Regions from separate parts of the Zea mays genome. Here regions 1 and 3 are each linked to region 2. The links are chromatin contacts, called in public Hi-C maps. All regions are on one chromosome and are shown on one strand. Each heading gives the region's core, a stretch centred on a gene start, on an enhancer-like site or on the middle of the called end of the contact. The rest is flanking DNA. Distances are from core to core; before and after follow the strand shown.

The links. Hi-C and Micro-C count contacts between places; a contact is called where the count stands out from the background.
Region 1: a contact with region 2 is called in a Hi-C map of leaf, with 6 times the contacts expected there. The contact joins the promoter of LOC100502358 here to the promoter of LOC100192464 in region 2. A contact is called at or near these places in 10 of 25 Hi-C or Micro-C datasets (bundle sheath, ear, endosperm and 5 more).
Region 3: a contact with region 2 is called in a Hi-C map of leaf, with 6 times the contacts expected there. The contact joins the promoter of LOC100192366 here to the promoter of LOC100192464 in region 2. A contact is called at or near these places in 3 of 25 Hi-C or Micro-C datasets (bundle sheath, leaf and tassel).

Annotation. Positions count from the first base shown.
Region 1 is chr8:115,373,777-115,377,025 of Zm-B73-REFERENCE-NAM-5.0, forward strand. LOC100502358 (Leucine-rich repeat (LRR) family protein) reads left to right here and starts at 1,772. Exons shown (of 6, transcript NM_001196836.1): 1 at 1,772-2,044. The coding sequence starts at 1,842.
Region 2 is chr8:115,212,107-115,215,605 of Zm-B73-REFERENCE-NAM-5.0, forward strand. LOC100192464 reads left to right here and starts at 1,997. Exons shown (of 3, transcript NM_001358394.1): 1 at 1,997-2,274. The coding sequence starts at 2,085.
Region 3 is chr8:115,435,700-115,439,290 of Zm-B73-REFERENCE-NAM-5.0, forward strand. LOC100192366 (putative leucine-rich repeat receptor-like protein kinase family protein) reads left to right here and starts at 1,736. Exons shown (of 19, transcript NM_001137546.2): 1 at 1,736-2,093. The coding sequence starts at 2,009.

The sequences.
Region 1 (3,249 bases), core at 522-3,021, 160 kb after region 2:
TCACCCCCTCTAGGCGACTTTTAGAATGCCAATCCTACTTTGTTCATTAAGATGTTTGATGATATTATATTTGGTTCTACTAACCATTTGTCTTGTGAAGAGTTTTTTAGGATTATGGTCAATAAGTTTGAGATATCGATGATGAGGGAGTTGAAGTTCTTTGTAGGATTTCAAATCAAACAACTCAAGGATGGCATCTTCATCTCACAATCGGAGAACACTCAAGACATTTTGAAGAAATTTGGGATGAAGGACACCAAACCCATTAAGACGCCCATGGGAACCAACGAACGTCTCGACCCTGATATAGTAGGTAAATCAGTTGATCAAAAGGTATATCGATATACGGTTGGCTCTTTACTCTATTGATGTGCACCTAGACTAGATATTATACTTTCTGTATGCATGTGTGCAGGATTCCAAGCCGATCACAAAGAATGCCATCTTAGAGCCGTTAAAAGAATATTAATATATTTAGTTCATACTCCTAATTTTAGGCTTTGGTATCTAAAGGGTTCAAACTTTGATCTTATATTCTCATTGGTATCCAAAGAATAAAATCACTATTTGTCTTCCAAACGAGGACATAAACTCAAAAATTAAGCAACTTTAGTTTTGCATCCGTGCAAAAATAATGGTTTAGAAGTGAAGTTTTCGGAACTCTAAGACTGGTTTCAAAATCCCATAAATTTCAAAATTAAAGGTCTTTACACATTATATTTTAAAAACCCAAAATATTTCATAAAAATACGATACTTGTTTAAATAAAAGAACAAAAATACTTTAGATGCCTAGTCATTCGAATAATTGTAGCTACAAGTGTACCTCCCTTCGCAAACCTATTCTCCGAGTCCCACATCGTCATGCCGGAGAAAATGAGATTTCTATGCTCCAAATAATATGCTTTATGTTACCTTTGGTTTTAATGCTATTTTGAACATTTTTTACTTTTCCGTGCACTTCTGTCTTTTGTATGTATGTCCGTGAAGAAGCATAAAATATCCAAAAATAATACTCTCTCTGTTTAAATATATTATCCGTCCTGATTTTTTATTTTTGTGTGTCCATATTCAAATGAATACCAATGATTCTAGACACACATATATAAGGGACCATTTGTTTCAACTTGCTAAACTTTATCACTGCACTTTTACTAAAGTTTAGCTACTAAAGAAACAAATAGGGTGGCTAAAACTGTTATAATAAACTTTAGCATTTATTATCACTTTAGCTACACAAAAGATGCTAAACTATGTTAAAAGTGGTCCCAACCTCATTTTGCATTGAATACCACTTTCTCTATCCCTCACTATTGGCTGCATGCTTCTCGTGGACCGCAAGTGTTAAAATTTAGCATTTTATCTAAACAACTATTAAAGTTCAGCAAAAGTTTAGCACATGCTAAATTTTAACGGGTGTTAAACTTTAGCAAAAGTTTGACTTTTTTATTTGACAAAAGTTTTTTAATCCAAATGCTAAACTTTAGTAAAAGCTTTTTTTTATCCAATCAGCTGTCTAAATAGTTGTTAAAGTTTAGCAAAAGTTTTTTTATTTGATATTTTTAGTGTAAAATTATATTATCCAGCATCAAATAAAAAGAAATGGAGGTAGTAGAGGGAATATTAAGGAGTAACATGTTTTGAGTCCGATTTTTACTATTTTTAGTAAGTCAACGTTACCTATGGCAATATTGTTTGGAGTAAAAAAAATTCCAATTCTATCGTCATGCTGAGTTGCTGACGGTCGCTTGACGAGTTTGCGATTTTGGATCCCATCCCATCGTTTCCTCCTCCTCCCTCTGGCCTCCGGTCACGGCTCGATCTCCCGTTCCAATCACGCCCATGGCAGCCGCCGCCTTCGGCTCCGCCACTGGTGGCGGGTCGCGGCTTGTGGACCGCTGCATCGACGCGGCAGCGCGCGGTCCCGCCACTGTGGAGGCCTGGCGCCGGCAGCGCCGCTCCCTGGAGCGCCTCCCGGCCCCGCTCGCCGACGCGCTCTTACGCCGCCTAGCTGCGCGTCGCCTTCTCTTCCCCTCCCTCCTCGAGTAAGCCTGCTGCACCGCTTTCTAAACTCGTCCTCGTGCTGCGAAGTAAAGATGCTCGACGCCCCGATAGGGAGCTATGGTTTTTTTTCCTCCATTTTTTGCCTCGCCGCTTCCAGTCCCCCATCTCTACCCACGCTCCCTCCCTCTCCGCGCCGCTCTTCCAGCCATGGCGATCACCACAGAGTCGCGGAAGCGGACAAGGCTTCCCATGCGATCGAGAAGCGGGGGGTACGGTCTGATTTCGAGGTTGGGAAATTCTTTGTAGTGGCCAATTTTAGACATGGTTTTCTAGGTAGAGAAAATAATAGTAGTCAGATTGTGGCTTTGAAAGTTCTTTTCAAGGGCCAGCTCAAACAATCTCAGGTCCAACATCTGCTCCCAATGTTCTTCGCCTGTATGTGTACTTCTATAACCACACCGGGGTTTACCTAATCCTGGAATATGCTGCCAAGGGTGAACTATACAAGGAGTTGACAAGATGCAAGCATTTCTGGAAGAGCCTTTCAGCATGGCTAGAGGTCTGATCTACCTTAGTGGGAAGCATGTTATCTATCAGGACATCAAACTAGAAAATCTTTGGTTGGAGCCTTTGGTCAACTTAAAATTGCTAACTTTGGCTGGTCCGGCATCTTCAACAGGACTATGTGAGTGCATGATCACGAATGTTGACATATGGAACCTGGGTATCCTGTATTATGAATTCTTTTATGTGGTCACACCTTTTGAAGTAACAAGCACTCAGAAACATACAAAAGAATAGTAATTGAAACCTTTCATTTCACTTGCCATAGAGGACTTGATTTCTCAGAAGAACTCAGCGCACTGGCTTCCCCTCCACAAGGTTCTTTCAACACCCGTGTATTGTCTAGAACGCTGACCCTTACAGCATGTACAGAGGGTAGATGCACCACAAGTTGAAGGCTGCTTCTCCTCCACACTCACCAATTGGAGGGGAGTGCGGTTCTTCTACTATTGTTTGTGGCTCCAGCCCTACCAACTAAGCTTCTGTCGCCCAAACTACCCAACCCAAATTGCATCTTGTAGCACCATGTAGCTCAACAGATATACCAATCATGTGGATTAGCATTTGTATGATGGGGCCGTGACCTTGTATGGCAAGTTGCGCTGTACTAATGTAGCATTCATATTAAACAACTTTCTTTACTCATTTATATGGATAATATATACCTGTTAAAAAATGTAAC
Region 2 (3,499 bases), core at 747-3,246:
ACCACACTTCGACGACACTAACTTCCCATATTATAGTGCTAGAATGGCTTGTTACCTAGAGGTCGTTGATCTAGGTGTTTGGAGATTCACTCGTGATGGGATGAAACCACCCAAGAATCCCGAGAAACCCACCACGAGTGAGGAAAAAGAAATTCATTTAAATGCTAGAGTCAAAAATTTCTTGTTTGAATCTCTTAGCATGGATATTTTTAATCAAGTTTTTACATTAAAAACTGTTAATGAGATTTGGCTAAAATTGCATGAGCTCCATGACGACACATCAATTGTCCGTGAGCAAAAACATTGCCTAGTCTTAAACGAGTATAATTCTTTTGCTATGAAGGATAATGAGCTTGTTATAGATATGTATTCTCGTTGAAATCTAATCATCAATGAGTTCAATTCTATTGGAATTAATAAGCTATGTGATGCGGACATTGTGAGGAAGATTATCTCCCTACTACCACAACAAAGATATGGGAGTATCATCACCATTCTTCACAGCATGGAGGACTTGAGTCAAATGACTCCGACCATTGTGATTGGAAAAATTGCGGCATTTGGGATGTCGCGAAAAAGGGTCGACAAGAGGAGCCAACTTCTTCAAGACCATATGCTTTTGCATGTGATGAAAAGAGTAAAGGAAAGAAGAAGGCTCCCGCTCCAAGTTCCTCAAGTGATTAAGAGGAGGAAGAAGAAAGTGATGATGATGAAGATAATCAACCACCAACATCATCCTCCAAGGACGAAGAAACAATCCGACGTGTCGGAAAGGTGGGGATGATCCGCAATATTAACCTAATGGGTGTGCCCTTGCACTTTGAGGATCTTCTCTTTAACATTGACAGGAAAAAGCAAAGAAAGAGAGGATGCTTCGCATGCGGGGAGAAGGGCCATTTCAAGGACAACTGTCCACATATGGCCGAACCCACAAAGGGTGGAGCAAAGGCAATGCGCTTACAAGTGTCAAAACTTTGGATGACTCTTCAAGCGAAGATGAACCTCTAAGGACACGCAGCCACCGATCCTCATCACGATCATCACACAAGTGCCTTATGGCAAGAGGTAAAATGAGTATTCCATCCTCTAGTGATGATACCAGTAGTGATGATGAAGGTGAGAGAAAGCCCTCCGCAGATGAGCTTGCGGAAGCCGTGATTTTTTCAGGATGTATGCACTAAACAAAAGGCTCAACTTAAAACTTTAAAAAATAAGTTTATTAGCTCTCAAAATGATTATAAATGTTTACTAGAAAATTTTGAAACATTTGCAAAATTTGAATTGTGAGCTATCCACTAAAATTGAGCAATTAGAGTCTAGTGCTCCATCCTTAGCTACCAATGATGGCCTTATTAAAAAGAATGAAAAACTTAAGGCTAAGTTAGCTAGCTCTCAAGAAGCCATTGAAAACTTGTTAGGAAAATTGGCAATTCTTAGCATACATAATAATAAGCTAACTACTAAGCTAGAAAACATTGGTAGCACCCCTGAAGCAACTTTGGTTGAAATATCTAAAATTATTAAAAAAATACTTCTACTTCTTACTTTTATTTAAAATTTTAGACATAGTCTAGAATTGACAGTGACAACACATACTAATGTGGAGCCACATGCCAATTCAATTGCCTCCGTATCCTAAACACCTTATGCTATTTATAAGGTGGTCCAACAATCTCACAAATACGTTTATAGATAACGACCAATCTTTTTATATAGTTCATACTTGTACCATTGAAATCCTTTAAATTATTTAAATTTAACTAACTTTATGTGAATTGTTAGGACGTTGTAGGCACAGTTATTCATTTAGAACAATTAGTCATTAAAGAATGTCGGTGGAAGGCCCCATGTTATTGTACAGTTTATCGTGCAGGCACCCTCGTCACTGACTCCACAAACAAAATTGCAGAGTCGGAGACCAACGCCACGCCGACATCGACAGCACTGATCCGACAAGTCGCCGTTTCTGCCCTAAGCACGGACGCTGTTGGTCACACTCGCGGAGCCCCATCCTTCCCTCCCGGTCTCTCCTTGCGAGCTAGTACCCTACTTGCTGCACAGTGCCACACCGCTCGCGCTGGAGTATGGGTTCGAGCCCGATGTGGTGGTCAGGACCACCACCGTCGCCGTGGAGCCGCGGTTTAGGGAAATGGTGGGCGCTGGTAGGGCCATTCGTGGTGAAGGCCGTCGGGTTCCTGCTGCTCGCGGGCCTCTTGTTCCGGGTGCTCTGGTCCTTTCCGTCCTCTCCGGCGCCGGCGTTGCAGATCACAAAAGGTGCGGCATTCGATTTCTCTTCTGTTTTAACTTCTAAGGGTTGTTTAGTGTTACCCTGGTGCGGGATCTTAGGGTTTGACACCTTCTCAGGGTTTTTGTGATTCTGAGATTTGGAGATTTTGATCTTGCATTTCTGATTTTGTTTTTGCGGGCTGTAAGCAATGGTGTCGATTTCCTTTGAATGTAATGCTACAACGTTGCAATATCCTTATCTAGTTATCTTACTGTAGAAATTTGGGTCTTTATGAGGCGATCCGGTTGTTCAATTGAGAGTTTGTTGTAGCTTGATCCGATATCATGGATGGTATATATATTGTTTGGTGACGCAAGTGAACTGAAAATTTTGGAGCTGTCAATCTGCTGTGTGTGCCCCTGCTGTAGGTCTTAACTTTTCCACTTCGCTAAATAGGAATGGGAAATGAAATATTAAATTTTAGGGGAGACTTTTTTGAAGAGCATGATTTCAGGTTGTTCTTGTGGCAAGAGTGCTGGAGATGTTGCTAGAGGGATTCAAGTAGCTAGGCATTTTGACCTCGTTCTCGAAGAACGATTAATTATTTATACTCTACAACGTGGACAAAGCTCCACCTGGCCACCCGTGTTTCATGAAGACAAGTTAAGAATAATACTTCGAACCCTTTGAGAACTAGGAGTTATATTGTTTTGTCCTGCCTTAGCATTTCTTAATTCGAGTTGATTCCACAACAGTGACACGTAGGGTGTAAACGGGGCTATTTCCTAGCCGTCCAATTGACCGAGGTGGGTTGGACGTTGATCAATATCTAGGCATTTTCTCGGATATTGAGTACATTTTTTATCCGAATATCACGTCTGAATATAAGAAGGGCAGTATTAGTCTGATGTTGGGTATCTGGTCAGATAATTTGCATAGCTAAGTCTGATATTGGATTCATATAGTTTTTATTGATATCCATTAGGAGTGGATCAGTGGACTGGGATCCCAAGATAAATTTTAGCAAAAAAAGTTAATGAAGGTATATTTGGTTACCTTTTTTGTGAAGCATATAGAAGTTTGAAGTACATCTAAGTTAGAATTCAACTTTTCTGAAGTATTTTAATAAAGTAAAAGTAAAGTATGAACTGAGTTTTAGATCCAACTTGATTATGAGAAAAATACAAATGGACAGTTAGTGCAACATTTGGACAAGCCAGATCTCAACACCTTCGGTCACTCAAATACCAAAAAATATAAATTCTCTCATAT
Region 3 (3,591 bases), core at 486-2,985, 220 kb after region 2:
AACTAAACAAATTTATACTGTAGTAGCCTAATTACTGCATCTCTACCAGAGCTCAAATTACTCCAATTATAAGTCATTTCAATTTTAAGTCAAAGCATCTTAAGTTTGATCAAAATTATAAAAAAGTATAAAAAATTATGACATCAAATATCCATATTATAAAAAATATAATTAGTGAATAATCAACCATATTTATTTGTTATCATAAATGTTATTGTTTTATTATATTAATTATGCAAAATCTAAGATATTTTGATTCTAAAAAATTGAAATGGCCAATAATTTTGAAAAAAACACAATATTATTTTTGTGATTATTAAGAAAGTTGCTACAATTGTATGCACTTTATCGTCTATAAGACCGTGTCCAGCAGTTCACCCATATGCTCAATCAAAACACTGTTTTTGCATTGTAGATTGCACTGTTCGTAGAGTGGAGTTTAAATATGGGTATCGGGATGAGTAAGCTGTTGGAGATAGCCTAATACTTACTAGCATATAGCTCGACGATCACGGGGAGAGGAGAGGGGTCGACGGCGGCGACAGTGCGAGTTGAGGGGTGGACAGTGACAGTGACGACACATGTGAGGGTGAGGGGGCGGTGGGGACACGGGGGGAGGGGGGAGGCTGGGGCGGCGGGGTCGTGAAGAGGGATAGTCCAAACAATATTGTATATTGGATTTGATTAAGTAAGGGTGAGGGGGTTATTCAGCAATCTAAATCTTGGTTTTGATGATGTGTTAAGTTTGTGTGAAATTCGTTTGATAAATTTAGTGGAGGTTATGTGTGTGAGTGATTTGATTAATTGGGTAGGTTTTACAACGTTTAAATTGATGGATTGTATAGTGATAATGTGGTATAGATATATATTTGAAAGGTCCTCTAGATGAGTATGGTGAGAAAGATCCCTAAAAAGTGGTAGTTGAGGCCAATAGCATGATGAGTTCCTTTTATTTGATGAGAGATGAATAAAATATCGGTTGCCATTAAAAAAATGAATGCTACTTATTTTCGCAGCACAATGTTAGTCCGAGACATCAGTTTGCGTAATAGTGAGGTTGTACAAATTGCAAGAAGAAAAACTGCAAGTTACACATACAGATTGGTTCAACGTTGCTTTCGATTGAACAGGATTCGTGGAACTGCACTTAAAAACAAATCGGTTTGCAGGTCTAACTTATTTCTTAATAATGGACAACGACTGCTCTGATATTTTGTGCTGGAAACGAAATAAAAAGAAGCACTGATATCCTTTTGGAAGAAAAAAAACACTGGTTCCTACGTTTAGCTAGCATCATATAGTTTGTTGTTACCACTTACCTCCAACCGTCGATAAATCATTACTGCCATAGACATAATTTACTATATGTAAACTTGGATAAATTATTGTTGTCAGAGAAAATGCGAGGAACAAATCCAAGTCGCATATTTATAATAAAGGTCAACTAACATAAAAATAAGTCTATAACGTTTATAATAAAGTGAAACAAAAGTAGAACACGTAACAATTATGACGGTGAACAAAGATTTTCTGTCGAAAAAACTAACACAACTTACCTACAGCATAACAATAAGTTAATGACAAGTCAAGTCTGTCAAACTTAACAAACTAGAGGCCAACCACACACCTGACAGCAATCGTCGGCACGCTTATGAGAAGAACAGGAGAGGTTCCCTACTGGATATTATTATATTATAAATAAATATAAATGTCAGCCACTTGGACCGAGTATTATACAAGCGAAAAGAGTTCAGGAAGGAAGCTAAGCTACTCCTGTCCTGTTTCAGGCACGACCGCGGACCGCTTCTAGTTCTGCATCGGCGGCCTTCGCTTCTCAGCCTTTTCCTCCCCCCATCCCGGAGACTTCTTCCCTGGTTGCTGCACAGCCTTCTTTTTTTGCGAGGTGGAGAGGTTTGGGGAGGAGAACACGAACGCATCCAAAGACCGGAGCGGAGCAGGGTAAGGGCTCTCTCCTGCAGGCTGCAGCCGTGGACCGTGGAGGGAGAAGATGCGCAAGGGGCAGCTCTTGTTGCTGCTGCTTTTGTTCGCTGCCGGATCAACAACCGCCTCCGCCAAGACCGACCCGCAAGATGGTTAGTTCTTTTTTGTTTGTTTGTTTGTTTGTTTGTTTTTAGTTCTTTGAACTATGGATGTGCGAACCAAAGGTTAGAGAGACTTTGATGGGTTCTGCCTGTTCTTTTATGTAATTATACGCTCAATCTGCTGTTTATTGGTAGCAAAAACTTTCTCTACGTAACATTTTTTTGGTCGTCTGCTTCGTACTTAGGCCCTGTTCCAAACTTTAGCAGCTTCTTTTTAGCTACTTTTAGCTATTTGTAATCTAAACAGGAGAGCTAACGGTGGTAATTGAAGCTAAACTTTAGCACTTCAATTCATATAGCTAAAGTGCTAAAGTTTAGCAGGAAGCTAAAGTTTATCCCGTGAGATTGAAACAGGGTCTTAGCTTTAGCTATATGAATTGAAGTGTTAAAGTTTAGCTTCAATTACCACCGTTAACTCTCCTGTTTAGATTACAAATGACTAAAAGTAGCTAAAAAAAGCTGCTAAAGTTTAGGGCTATTTGGCTGTGCGACTTTACTAGTTTCCAGTCCAACTAAATAATGGAAACCATAAATACCTCAGTTTTACTGATTGAACTATTTGGGTGTATTCTGTAATTTTTTTTGGATGAGACGCTTGTGGAAATGGCGACAAACAATCCAAAATTGGTCTCTTTCCTGCTCCTTTTTCTGAAAATGTTCTTGGTGTCATTTATTCAGTCAGTCAATATTTTTTCCTCGTGATTGTTTTGTGTTCATTTGTATTATAAAACTCTGCGTCGGTACATATGCTAAGCCTTGTTTGATGTGATTCTTTCAGTTTCTGGATGATAGAAGATAAAACATTTTGATAGTTCAATCTTTTTTACTTTCTATTATTGAAATATCTATATAATTAGTTGACTCCAATAGAGCTGAGTCCAACTCCATGTCAAAACTACATATGAAGCATCAGATCAACCATGGAGCAACTTCACGGTAGATCTAGGTTCTTACCAAACTACATATGAGCTGAGTCTCTGACATGGATCCACGTGTAATTATAAAAACATAACAAGAAGCCAAAATTAAAAAAAAAAAGTTGCATCTTCGTCCTGTCTGTGTGCGGCGCGACAGGGAGCGGCAGCAGCCAGCAACTGCATGGCGGCACGGCACGGCACGGGACGGGAGGGGCATGAGCCCCTACGGCGGCATGGCACGGGAGGGAGGAGGGTCTCGACGAGGAGTGACAGCGTCCACACGTCAACTCGGCGTCCATTGGAGGGGAGGGCCACGTGTCGCGGCAAGGTCGGGGCAGTACGGCGCAGCTAAGATGGCCTTGCGGCGACGGGAAAGAAGTGAGAAGAAGAAAGAACAAACCATTATTTCTGCATAACCAGTGGCATAGCGGATACATGAATCCATGAGTTTTTAGAGCATTTTTAGAGCACCTCTTGAGGTTTCATGAAATCCATGGGTCTGACCTCCAGATCTGAAATTATTGGGGGGGTCTTAATTCTGTGGTGATGAGGCGTTCGGTTTCACAAAACAT